2 separate regions of the Mus musculus genome follow, and region 2 is linked to region 1. The links are chromatin contacts, called in public Hi-C maps. All regions are on one chromosome and are shown on one strand. The core of a region is the stretch at or near the end of the contact, and the rest is flanking DNA. Distances in the headings are between cores, read along the strand shown.

Evidence for each region. Hi-C and Micro-C count contacts between places; a contact is called where the count stands out from the background.
Region 2: a Hi-C map of uterus shows a contact between it and region 1, with 4 times the contacts expected there. The contact joins the promoter of Eprs here to the enhancer-like site in region 1. A contact is called at or near these places in 4 of 39 promoter capture datasets (the 3T3-L1 cell line, hippocampal neurons, liver and 1 more), 1 of 484 Hi-C or Micro-C datasets (uterus) and 1 of 9 other capture datasets (adipose tissue).

The regions. Positions count from the first base shown.
Region 1 is chr1:184,823,813-184,830,774 of GRCm38.p6, reverse strand. The region is part of intron 4 of Mtarc2 (mitochondrial amidoxime reducing component 2); the gene reads left to right. Among named protein-coding and RNA genes, the nearest start is that of Mir1981, 4.8 kb to the right of the region's middle. Within about 2 kb of position 3,269, at least 54 of the 459 cell types and tissues checked have an H3K27ac peak or open chromatin away from gene starts, as enhancers often do. A contact at or near this core is called in adipose tissue and uterus, where this site is marked.
Region 2 is chr1:185,360,266-185,367,227 of GRCm38.p6, reverse strand. It overlaps Eprs (glutamyl-prolyl-tRNA synthetase), which reads right to left and starts at 4,184. Exons shown (of 32, transcript NM_029735.2): 1 at 3,985-4,184. The coding sequence starts at 4,030.

The DNA of each region.
Region 1 (6,962 bases), core at 2,020-4,519:
AGCACTGTACCTCAGATCCTGGGCGCAGAGATGATGAGAGGGACTCTGGGTGTGAGCTGCGTGGCTCTGTGACAGTGGTCCCCAGTGAAGTTGAGAAGTGTTTCAGGGTAGGGGAGAAAGTGTTTTAGTCAGTGTGACAGGTTATAGTCCGTCAGCATGGAAAAGCAAAGGCAGGGAACCTGACTGAATTAGGCAACTGACTCACAGTGCCTAACCCAGAACAGATGACCAGGTTTTTTAATTTAACAAATATGAGGAGGAATCAAAGAAATTTAATAGTCATGTGCACAGTCGGTAGCAGAGAGTGTGTGCGCGTGTGCTTGTGTTCAGCTAGCTCACACAGACAGCTTACGCAGTCCAGGGCCTCAGACCTAGGAATGGTGCCGCCCACGGTGGGCTGGATCTTCCCATGTCAGTTAAAGCAATGAAGACAGCCCCTCAGACCCGCCTGGAGGCCAGGCTAGACCACTGCCATTGAGACTCCTTCCAGGTGATTCTGGAGTGTGCTGACGAAACTGTAACTGTTGAAAATAGGTTTGCTAAGTCTGCCTGGAGAAGGGAGGCTTGGGAGTGGGGGCGGGGGCGTGTTCGATTTGGCTCCCAAGATGCAATGCTATGCCTCTGTGCCCTGGCTTGTACTGTGTGTGGGTTGAGAAAGCAGGCAGTCAGAAGCTGTAGAAGCATGGGTCGATGGAGCAAAGGGGCCTCCTGGAGTATTTCAGAGTCCCAAGGGCACTGGAGGCGGCTGGATGGGGAGTCGGCTCCAGGCCACTGTCCCAGGAATTTGACTTTTAGGGCGTGGCTATTGAGGTAGTGTCTGAACAGGGAAGCTGTTGTGACTGGCATCCATGCAACAGAGATGTAGTGAATGACTGCAGTGTTGCACTAAGTGCTAGAATGTGCGGTAACCTGTCTCCCTGCTCGGGAGAGCACCTGGCAGGGCAGTCGGCAGGAGGAAGGATCATCAGGGGGGGGTCTCTTCTCAAAGCATCAGCAGGTCTTACCTGAAACCCACAGCAGCAGCCAGATGGTTCCACAGCTGTGCTGACAATGGCTCACAGGCCTCACAAGCCACTCTCTAGTCAGAGGAGCCTGGAAAGCCACAGGAGGAGGGGATGGAGGGAAGAAGAAAGAGGGGTTACTGGAGAGGAACCCCAGTCTACCTAGCCGGTCAGCCCTCTCTTTCTCGAAAGGTTAAACCTAGGTTAGATGGGACCCAAGGTATCTACAGTGTGTGTGTGTGTCTGTGGCGGGGACACTTTAAGAAAAACAAGACCAAAATTGTGTGCAGGTCTTTGAAAGGTCTGATGCAAAAGGGGCCTGAGCCTGAAGTTACATTTGATTCCTGGCCCCCCTGCGTGTTCTCCCTGCCTGAGATTCCCCATTGCCTGTTCGAGTGTTTATGATGAAGGAGTGATTCTTAAAACACTTGTTAAATATTGAGGAGTCTGGCACTCCGTGTTAGGAACGCACATTATTAGCTGGGCCTGGTAGCACAGGCCTGTCCCTTGGGAGGGAGGCAGGGGCCCTCAAGTTCAAGGTCAGCCTGGTCTACAGAGTGAGTTCCAGGCCTACCTAGGCTGAAGTGTGAGACCCTGACTCAGAATTTAAAATGAGGGCCTGGAGAAATGGCTCTTGGGCTAAGAGTACTTGTTGCTATAGCGAAGCAGCTGAGTTTGGTTCTCAGTTCTCACACGGTGCCTCTGAGCCTCCCTGAACCCCAATTCTGGCCTCTCTAGGCACCAGGCATGAATATGACACACATTCATACAGACAGTCACTCACACATACTCATAAAATAAAAATAAATAAGAGAAATTAGAGAAATAAATTAGAGAAAATTAAAAATGAAAAGAGGTCTGGGGAGGCAGCTCAAGCAGCAAGAACACTTACCTGACACACAGCAGGCCTCAGGTTCAAGTCCCAGGACTGCTGAAATAGACTCCCCTTTATGACTAAAGTTGACTAAACTGACCTAGAAATTATCTCGTGAAGTAAAAGTTCTACTGTTGGTCCCTTGAAATTTGCCTGTTGTTTTTTGGGGGGGGAGTTTTACTTCAAGCAGTGTTCCAGTTTAGTCTCTCTTGCTGTAATAAAAACCCCTGACTGAAAGCACCTGGGAGCAGGAAAGGGTCACACTTTCAAGTGACGGTCCCTCTTTGAGAGGGGTCAAGGCAGGAACTCAGTAAGAACTTGAAACAGGAAGCAGGGAGAAACGCTGCTGGCTGGCTTGCTCACTTTCTGGCTTATGCTCTGTTAACCTTGTATAGCCCAGGTCTACCTGTCTAGGGAATGGTGCTTCCCACAGTGGGCTGGGCCCTCCTACCTCAGTTGCTAACAAGACAGTCCTCCACAGGTGTGTCTACAGGCCAATCTGATTTTTACAGTCTCTCAATTGAGACTCAAGGCTATGTCAAGGTGACAGTAAATGCTAACTAAGGTAGAAAATAAAATATTTTTTATTTGTCTCCTAAGACATTGTTTTGGTACTAATTTTGCTTTAGGACCTATGTCAAGGTGACAGTAAATGCTAACTAAGGTAGAAAATAAAATATTTTTTATTTGTCTCCTAAGACATTGTTTTGGTACTGATTTTGCTTTAGGACCGTGAGCTAAGGGAAGAAGAGAAGATGATGTCATGTCTACTGGCTGTAGCATTCTTGCTTTTCAGTAACTTGTCAAACTTAAACTAAGGCTAAAATAAGCATAGCCCTTTTCTGGCGACATTTGGCTGTGTAGTCTTTTTAAAAAATTCTTTTTTTTAAAGAAAGCCATTTAGCTGTTACATTTCTGGGTTGTGATGGGCTTCCAGAAATACTAAATAAGATATGACGTTCTTATTTTTCTAGAAAATTCTATAGCCATGCATCTTTTTAACAAACTCATTACTGTGAAACAGTGAGCCATTGCTGATTTAGTCCACGTTAAGCGAGGAAGCCCAGGATGAAGGCATAGATCCGCTGACCCGTCTGCCTCCTGCCGTCAAAACCCTTTCAATTATTAATGCATACATATAACACATACATATTTAATCCTCAACTAATAAAAACATCAAGCCTTAGCATGATGCAGAAGTCCGGGCATCGTTTATTGTGAATGTGGGGCAGTAGAGGACGGGTGCATTGTGGGACATTTGCAGCTTGTGGTGCCGAGTGTCGTGGACTTTCCCCGTGGGGAGTTAGAGGATGAAGCCAGTCTTAAAAGGCTTGGGCCAGTGCGGCGCGTTAGATTTCTGCAACACTGTGATGAGGTTTTAAAACAAGGCCGGTGTTTGATGCTTATCTCTGCTGCTGGCAAGCGAGGTGCTCCGTGTTCCCTGGACTTTGCTCACTGTCCTGAGCTGAGCGTGAGATGTTTTAATAGGGCGCCTTCCTTATGTAAGTCCTCCCTCTACTTGTTTTCCAAGAGCTGGGGGAGACAACTGTGGAAGAATCTCAGTGCGTCCCCTGTCACGTGGGATGGGGCTCAGCGCGTTCTCTGTCACGAGGGAGGGGCTGTGTTTTGTTTGTTGAGCTTCAGACTCCCCGCGGAGCTGAGGCTAACCCGGTAGTGTTCAGGATTGCAGGCACGCCTTTTGTGAGGTTCTGGTAAGCAAACCCCGGCTGGACGCATCCTGGATTCTATCTACTGAGGTCCAGCCTCAGTGCCAGTAGCAGGGTCAGCCCTGGTAAGCACTCGGGTGGGAGGCTTTCCTAAAGCCAGGCAGCTGTGCTGAGTCCCGGCCCCACCACTCAGTGCTGGGGCGACCTTGACCGCAGCAGCCCTGCCCATTCTAACAGGGAGAAGGTAGCGCTGGGGCAAATCCTCATTTCTAGACCTTTGTCTCTGATGGCCATGCTTGTCCACTGGCTTCAAGGACTTCTTTAAAATCTGTATGTGTTTATTTATACAGTTCCACAGAGTCAGAAACCAGGGACACAGGGAGCTTTTAGAATGGTCCATTAAAGACACTTTTGCAGATAAGAGTTATGTCTTTTATTTTATGGATGTAATTTTGACGTGCCGTATCCCGGCTGGGTGGGTAATTCCACGGTGGAGCACCCTCCCTGCCTGTACCCTGGAGAACCTGAACTGGGTCACAGGTGGGCCTCATGGTCCGTCCCCAGCACAGGTACAAGCTCAGCCCAGCTGGTATTGCTTCTCTCTCTGATGTTCCCCTGGTCTCTGTGGTGTTCTTAAATACCAACCGCTGGTAGGTAAGACCCCACGCTGGCTTCCATTGTCACGTGATGTATGCTTTCTCTCTGGCCAATGAATCTATGTATTATGATCATGTATAGGTATAATATATTTTATATGGTGAGATGTATATATAGTCCTAGCTGTGGATATAAACGTGTCTGCTTATAGAGAGGTAAGAAGTGAACAAGAGAGTAAAAGTAAGGGTTTTTCTGTGCCCTCTGCTCTGACGAGGGACACAGAGACCTTTATATTTGTTAACAGCTTCGGGCACTATAGCTAGGCAGATTCTGAGCTATTCTAACCAGACAGTGCAGGCCTAGCCTACTTCCCCCACGTGGCCCATTACCTGCCATCTTGGTCTTATCCAGCACTTTTCTCTTCATCTGTGTCCCGATGGCCAACTTCCCTGGTCCCCACCGGAGACCCTCTCCATCTGGGTTATAATCTCTCTGGGCTTGGAAGTCCCATCTTTCCTCTCTTGCCCAGCTATTGGCTGTTCAGTTCTTTATTTTAACCAATCAGATGGTGATGGAGTATAATGTTTTACAAAATACTGAATCAGGTGATACTTTAATGACAGTAGCAAAGTTCTGACTGCCACCAGATCTCTGGGTACAGAAGTCAGCATTTGAATACACAGTGCACTAAACACCCCCCCCCCCCAACAAAAGACGCTCTCTCTATATTAGGTCTAGTTTAACTTTCCTACATTTAAAACAAATACTTGTATGGATTGTGATGACTGTCTCACGCTGTTTGTGTGTGATTCACCCCCCTCCTTGCCCCCAGCTCTTCCGTCATCTTTTTCTCAGGGTCTTGCATCAGGTGGAAAGCCTGGTGTAGTCTTAGTTTTCCTATTTACAAAGCGTGCACAGCCTGACAGAAAATCCCCAGGATGGGCTGGCTGGAGAGGTGGCTCCGCAGTTAGCGCACTGGCTGCTCTTGCAGAGGACCCACATCTGGTTCCCAGCACCTGCATGGTGGCTCACAGATCTCTACAGCCCCAGAGCTTGAGGATGCAATTCTGTCTTTGGGCTTCCTCACGCACTGCGTGCACATAAACACATGCAGAACACCGGCACACTGTTAAAAAATAGTAACAATAAAAACATTCTCAGTGTCATTGCACAGAGTGGAGCCCATAACACAGAGTATCATTCCCGTCTCCCACCCCCCTTTTTTCCTTGACCATTTCTCTTCCCTTTTCTCTCTTCCCACTCAAATTCCTCCTCGCTCTGACTAGGGGCTCGATTTTGTAAGAGTGCAGCTTGGTTTTTAAACCAGCAGGGGGCGCACTAGACTTTTCTAACGGTTTCCTGGTTTGTGGAGCCCCTGGAATCCTGCTGGATAGTGCGTTTCTTTGCGTTGATATGTCTAGTGAATATTAAACTCCTCCATGGTGAATTTAATTTTGAGTTATTTAAAACCCACTTTTTTCCTTTAGAAACTAAATTAACCATTGCGTTTAAGCTTAAACGTGGTCGTTTTTCAAATCAGCGTTTTTGAACCAAAATGTGAACAATGATCAGATGAGGATGGGTGCCTAATAAAGTCATTAACAGGACGCAGTCAGAGCTAGAATTTGGAGGCGTTAAGGACAGATTGTAGGAAGCCAGATAAACTGCTAAGGAGCCCTGCACTTGACCTATGGAACATTTGACCTAGTTGAGCTAAAACCCTAACTGAACATGTCAAGGTCGCTGGCTTTCTGTGAAAGCCATAGTGCAGAATTCCACAGACAAATAGCTTGGAATGTTGAACTCATTGTCACTTGGAGTAAGGGAATTGGGAGTTGGCGAGCCTTGGTGCCAAGCTGTCTTTGGCTCACATGCTTGTGGCTGCAGCGCCCTCGTGTGGTGAAAGGAGCGTAGAACCCCTGCCCGCTTACAGTCCTGGGCCCTTTGCCTTTCAGACAGGCGCTGTACTGGTCACCCTCCAGCGGGAGGTTTGCCACGTGCTGTCTTTGGTGTTCCACTGTTTGAACACCGTTTGTCACATGGTGTGACCTTGGCTTTTACAAAGCTTACGTAGTTCCTGGGCCAACGGATTGCTTGGAACATCGTGTTTATTTCCACCAGAAGCAGTTTCTTGGAGGGTAACTGGGGACCCAGGGCATCTGTGGAGACCTCTGTACTGTTGCTGTGGTCACATTGGGTGGGAGGTGTCTGGTTTTGAAGACCCAGTTTGTACTGGGATACTAATTGTGCTTTGCTCAATAATGCCTATAGACCCAAGGGAGGAGCTAGTTTGCCTTTGAATGCAGAGTGGATCATGATGTCATAGCCAGTTGCAGAAGGGAGACTAGGTGGTGCTCCTTCCTGCCTTTGCTCTGCCCTCCTTAGAAACTTAAGTCCCTCTCAGGCCCTGAGGGAGTCAAAGCCACCAGCTAACCAGGGGTCAGTTCTTCCTCGTATATGTCTCTGGGCATCTATTTAGAAGCCTCACCTGGTTGACGTCAGTTTCTAAGGACCATTGTTTGCATCTGATTGTAGGCATCTTCAAATGCCCCATTTCTCCTAGAGGCCCAGACAAAGGAGTGTACGGATTATCAGTGGGTCTCAGTAGATCAGTCACAAACCTTCAAGAGATGGACCTAGGCTGTAGCCTAGGCTGTGGGGATAACCCGAGTCATGGAATTCCCAGATCTGTGCCCATATCCCCCAAGGTCTGGAATTACAGTCGTGGGGCATCCTGCCAAGCTCCTAAATCACTTTTTAATTAATAAGAGGGACCATAATCTTTATGTAGCTCTATGTAAGCATGTGACTGTGTGATATTAA
Region 2 (6,962 bases), core at 2,935-5,434, 540 kb before region 1:
AATACAACATGTTATGTACTCTGCTGGATGCATGATGGTCACACAACTTTTAATCCTCTAGCAACCTCAAGAGGAAGCTGAGGCTTACAGAGGGTAAACAGCAGGCTCAGTCCCCTTGGCTAATTCAGCAGTCAGCACGTGAATGCAAGTCAAACGGTTCAGATCTCAAATTCTAAAACACGCTGTAACGCTGTCTTCCCGCACCTAACAGTGAGTAAATTCACCCATCCTGTGTGTCCCCCCCCCCTTTTTTTTTTTGGTTAAGATGGAAAACTAGCAGACACATATTCTGCACATAGTATTCTATGTAAATACTATGCTCTACTGGGAATAAGGCCCTATCAAAGAAAGTACAATAATCTTGCACAGCTTATTATAATAGAAAACAAGTGTGCTGATTTGAGTGTTTCTGTCACTATCTAAGTTATGTTGACTATGGTTTGTAGGTCTGTCCCCTGTTAAACTGTATGTTGAGATTTAGTTACCCTGGTCACAGTCTAAGAAAGGGTCCTATAGAGTCAAGCGTGATGCCTGTATTCCCAGCACCCTGGAAGCTGGGGCAGGAACATCAGGAATTCAAGGGAAGCCTGGAATGCTTGAGGCCCTAGGCTCAATAACGATGGAAGGGTGAAGGGGAGCTGAACCTTCAGGAAAGAACTGATACAGTGAGGGGGAGGGGCTGTTCTGTCTTCCCCTTCCTCAAGCATCTATGACACAGCAAGACTACCACTACAACTGGCTTGTTGATCTTAAGACTTTTCAGCCTCCAGAGCTGTGAGCCAGAAAACTTCTGTCCATTACAAATCACCCTGTCTGTGGTACTGTCTTAAAGCAGCACAAACCAGACTAAGACAACAATGGATTTCTCAAAGGTAACATGTTTTTAAAAAGCAGACAAAAATTTGGAGGGACAAACTAGGACAATCCAAGTAAATGAGATACATTTTGGCATATCCAAAATGGGAGCCCTGTCTCGCATATAAAAAGAACGAACTATTGTTATAGGCAACAAGATGTATCACAAAGCACTATCTTGTGTATATAAAGACATATATGGTATGAATCAATGTACACAAAATCCTAAAAGCAAAAACAAAACAACAAAAATCAGGTAACTGGCTACCAGATGCCAGGGACAGAGAGAGAATTTTCTGTAATGGGAATATTTGGCATTATTGTTATGGAGGTTTATATATCACATATGTCCATACATATTTGCCATTGGATATTAAAGCATACAATTACCATTGGTGAACTTAGATATATGCAAATTCCAAGTCAACTAATTCTCAAAATTAGTTTTAAATAGGAAATGAAGTATTTCACATACATTTTGTTATGAATGTAACATGAGAAAATTGCTGATACACATGAAAGGAAATGTCAAATTGCAAAGTCACACTCTTTAATAACCCAGATAGGCAGGATACAACAATGGAAGCCGAAACCAATGAAGAGAGAAATGTTTGCACGGCCCCAAGTTCTTTCAGTTAAAATGCCTTTGGTTGTCCTCAACATGCACACAGCAGATGTGCAGCTTGGTCTCCATATGGATCTCCTAACAACTGGAGCAGGGCTGTCTCTGACTCTATTGCCTCCTTTTACCCTAGCGTGGAGTCTTGTCTGGCCTCAGTGGCCTAGATCCACAGGGGGCTTTCCATTCTCTGAAAAGGGAAGAGAGGACTGGGGAAGGCAGTGTAAGGGTGGGACTAGAAGGAGAGGAGGGAGGGGGACTTCGATTGGACTGTAAAGTGAACAAATAAATAAATCAATGAAAAAATAAACTAAAAATGCCTTTGGTTGAAAGAGAAAGCTTTACATCCGGGGTAGTGGCAGGTGGACAGCACAATGACAGGCAGGTGGCACTTCAATAAGTGTTCAAGACCAGAACGGACAAATCAAATTCACACACCGACTGCTGGGCTGGCAATGTACAGCAGGAATGATTCCACCATCCCTGCCCAGGACGGACAGCTTGACGCCAACCACTGGGAAACATTTAACAACCCAATTAAGGGATACATAAGTAAGAGGTTTGGCATCTTCAGGAGACAACGCTATTAAAACCAAGCTAATAAATCATTCCACATTGAAAGAAGACGTGAAAAAGGACAGTAAAGGGCAAATAAAGCATGGTCCTCCTAGATCCTGGCAACTACTTAGAACAATCAGCCCCAGAACAACAAAGACGACTGAGCATTAGGCAGAATTCTATCAGCCTATACTTCCTGGATGAAGTCAGGGAGAGATTCCTTGCCTGTAGGAGACACCGAAGAAGTATTCTGGAGGCAGAAGCATCAAATAAGCTCTGTGTTCTTAAGTAGGATGGGGAAAGTTCTATGTGTGAGTTTGAAAGTGTTTTAGCACACACACACTCTCACAAAATGACATGTTAAAGCCATAAAATCCTCACAATGTGATGGGTTTTTTCTAAATATTTAATCCAATTTTATTACTTAAAAGAGAATATATATCTGATCTATAGGCAATAAAAAATTAAAATAAGAGAAAGAGGTGCAAGCAGAAAAATAATATACATTCTCTAACTGGCTTAGAGTTCAAAATGCAAACCAAATTTAAGAGTGTTTTCCAGAATACCAGCAGAATTTGATTCTGAGTTTTAAGGATACAGACTTCATGGTCCCCTGCAGTGATTTTTCAAGGCAGTTTTTACAAACACAAAAAACCTCACACACACACCCCACCCCTCCGGGGGGGGGGGGGGGGAACAAAAACAAAAAAAAACCAAACCTATAGTTTAGCTATGCACTGAACAGCTAAAATGTGAAAAAACTCTTCCTGTAGTCTCACTAAATTCTGGCAACCAGCGCTGGAAAGGTTTCCTTCTTCCTTACAGAACAAATCAAGGAATCTCAACTGCACTCCGCAGCGGGCAGAACTCAGGCCTCCAGGATTAGCCACGAGGTCAGCATCATCTACCTAGTGCCGTTTCAAACCAAGAATCACATCTACTTCTTTCAGGGCTCATGGATTTGTTGTGAGGTTAGCATACAGAGACTGGAACTAACATGCTAAAATGTTATCATTTTAGAACATTTCAAGCGATTGCTACAGTCTATTTTTAGGGCTGGTGAGTGTGGCTCAACAGTCAAGTGCTTGCCTACAATGCAAAGCTCCCTGAGCTGTTTCCCAGCGCATTAATACATAAATAAATGTCTTTTCACTCCAATAGGCGCAGACTGCTGTCAAAGTTGAGGTTGCAAGAAATTTCATCAGCCCCACATGGCCAATTGTATTCAAGGGGCTGACTTTTTGAGTATTAGAAAAAGTACTTCCAAGTCTACATGATAAAATTTTTGGGTTGTTTCCCAAAGTAATGAAAAGACAGAAATTTTAAACTAGCTAGCAATAGCGTTAGCCACTTTGAAAAATCAATTTCGAATGGAACGTAGGATGACGTTTACTCGAGCCTGGACTACGTCCACGGGGTGTGTAGTAAAACAGCCAGTAGCATTAGTCCGCAGCGTTCCTACGGCTTTCCGTAATTACAGCCTTCGACCACAAGCCAACGCAGCCTCAGTAAAAATTCCAAGTGCTGACAGAAAAGTCTACCTTGCTCCCTTTAACTCGACAACCGAAGGGAAAGTGGGGCAAGTGAATTCAGATCTCCTGAGAGGTGGGGAAGGGGCGGGAGGTTCCTAGATCGCATTAAAAGGACGGGCCGGACAGACAGTTGGGGTTTTAATTCCACTTCAAAAGCCACTTGGGACCCTGGCAGAGTCGCAGCCATAGTCTCGTGTCTCCCCGCGGGGCTCTGGTCCTGTCCCCCCACTCCCGGGACAGCGGGCCTCGGGAGACGGCGCCCCGAGCGGACAGAGGCCGGGGCCACGCGGGGCTGGGTTCCCCGCAGAGCAGAACAGGCCCGTCCGTCCCGGGGCGGGAGGCTCGTTCGGCGTGACCGCCGCGGCACCAGCCCCGCACCCACGCGCTGATGCAACCCGCGCGGGTCGGCGGCGCCCTTACCCAGCGGAGGGTTTCCGGCGTTCACCGTGAGGCACAGCGCCGCCATCTCCCAGGAGCTGCGGTCTACTCGTCGGGCTGCCTTCCTGGCGGCGAGGGTTCAGGTGGAAGCAAGGAGATGCAACGTGTGCGCGCGACCGAAGGCACCGCAGCCCTGACTCCTCCCCACGGGCCGCCACCGCCGGAGTCGGTGCGCACGCTACGACACGTCATAAATATGCGCCCGCCAAGGCAGCCTTCGCTCCGCCCCACTCCACGCGCCACGACTGCAGAGAGGTCAAGGCAGGCTACTCTGTGCGTCATCGCTGCGCGCCCACGACATTTCAGCCTCTCTCCCGTCCCCGGCCCGCGGATACTGACGTCTGGCGAACGCTATTGAACGTAATCGCCGTGCGTCGCCTCCACCTTAACCGCACGCTCCAGTTGCCTCTTGGCAGCAGGACTGGGCACCCGTGAGGTGCCACTCCGTTGTGGAAAAGGAACAGCCGTTAAGACCCATCGGAAAGTGAGGGAAGCAGGCGGACGATAGACTAGTCCATTCTGGGGCAGTGGCACATCCATGCACAAAGTCGACGAGCTACACTGGGTATAAGGGAGCTTCCCTTCAGTCTTCTCTAAAAGGAAATATTTTCAGGATTGTTTGGTGTGGTGCACGTCCCAGCATCTAGGAGGCAAGCTAGAAATACAGAAAACTATGGGGACAAAGAGAAAAAGGACCTGCTTGCTGGGCCTCCTGGCCCTGAGAATCAAGATTTCCAGATGTTACTATCTGTAGTGAAGCCTGCCAATATTGACAATGTTTGGGGGTTTTGTTTGTCTGTTTTAGAGAGAAGCATCTTCAAATGAGAGGGTTAATAATAATTCAGGCTATACAGAGAAACCCTGTCTCAAAAAACCAATAATAATAATTCAGGCTGGAGGCCTACGCGTATGTGAGCTTAAGGATGGTCTGCGAACCTCACAACAGTTAACTTGTGTTCACAGTGGAAACAAAAGAACAATTCAGGAACAGCCCATGACCAAATTCCTTAATAACCTTTAAAAATAATAACTTCAGTGTTCTTGCTAAGACCATGAAGTGTGACTGTGGTATGCGTCCTCTTTGGAGCACCTGTCAACTCCCATGCTTTAAAAAAAAAAAAAATCACATAGTAAACTCCAACTTTGAATCATAGTGGCTGCCTCTGAGGAGGTCTTCATGATAGACTTGTCTTGTCATTTCTGGAATCCAAGGTAATTAGAGAAGAGTATGACTGGGGGTAGGGGATTGAGTCAGAGAAGAAACAAAATGGCATTAAGTGCACTGGCTGGTGCCTTCTTTCATTCCTTTGTAATAGAAGTACCTTGCCGGCTGCAAAATGGCTGTGTATAAATGCTGGTTCAGAGGCAGGGACCCAAAGAAATAGCTACCCTATAGTTACATGAAAACATTGGCACATTCCTGAGGCTATTGGAAGGTAAGGGTAAATATGTACTGCTTCTGAAATCTCGCCTGCACCTTGAACTTGAACTTTTGGAAAATGCCCTGGGCAAACACATGCATCACAGAGAATTTGGATTAGAAACCCCCCTGAAAGATGCCTACTTATACACCCGGAAACAGGACAAATATTAGGGCAGCAGTGTGCTTTTGGTTTTGCATCTGAGCAATCTAGCCAAGGCTCTGCAAGTGTTCTACTCTTAAGATACTAAACACTGAGTCCTGAAGTCTTTCTTGAAGTTCTTGTCTTTTAACCATTACTATACTTATTTGTTGGTTTGATCGTCTGAGGCAGAATCTCTATATCTACCTATCTATCACAAGGATTGACCTGAAATAACTAAAGAACTCTATTTACAAAAAAAAAAAAAAAAAAAAAAAAAAAAAAAAAAAAAAAAAAAACCCAACCAACCAAAAAAACCAAACAAACAAACTGCAGAAAATGGGTTATGTCACAAAAATGAGGCGTTTCCCCAATCCTGTATCCGAAGCCCTGATGCATGCTGGGGAAATCACCACTGAGCTACTTTAAAATGTTTACTTAGGGGGTGGGGATAAGGAGTGTCTCAGCAGTTAAGAACAGTGGCTGCTCTCACAGAGGATTCTGGTTTAATTCCTGGAACCTACATGGTGGCTCACAAACATATATAACTCAGATTGCAGGGTGTCTTAGTTAGAAATTCTGTTGCTCTCATAAAACACTATGGCCAAAAGCAACTTGGGATGGGGGCAGGCTTATTTTATCTCACACTTCCAGATAACAGTCCATCACTGCAGCTGAGTAGGAGCAGGGATTCAAGCAGGAACCTGGAGGCAGGAACCTGATATAGAAGCCATGGAGGGGCGCTATTTACTGGGTTGCTCTTCAGGGCTGGCTCAGCCTGTTTTCTTATAGTACCCAGGACCACCATCTCAGGAATGTCACTGAATACAGAGCTGGGCCCTCCCACGTCAATCATCAGTCAAGAAAATGCACCACAGGCCAATCTGGTGGAAACATTCCTTTTCCAAAATGATTCTAGCTTCTGTTAAGTTGACATAAAACTAGGAAAGAATCCCATACCTTCTCTGGCCCCTGCAGGCATTAGATGCACATACATGTGCACAGATATACATGCACATACATGTGCACAGATATACATGCTGGCAAAATACCAACAAACATAAATAAAAAGAGCACTTGCTGTTACCAGGGTTACCACAGGCAGCTCACCACCATCTCTAACTCCAGCACCCTCTTCAGGCCTCCAGGGCATTGGCCTCACACATACAAACCACACATACATAATTTAAAATAAAAAAACAACTTTTAAATTTGTTTATTTTTCTGTGTGTAACCCTGGAGGTATATGAGGGCATCCAACCTCCTGGAGCTGGAGTTATAGGTGGATGTGAATCACCTGGTGTGTGCTGGGAAGTGAACTCGAGATCTCAGCAAACCAGGAAGTCTTCTTTATCACTGAGCCATCCCCACAGTGCCCCCCCCCCATTTCTAAAAACT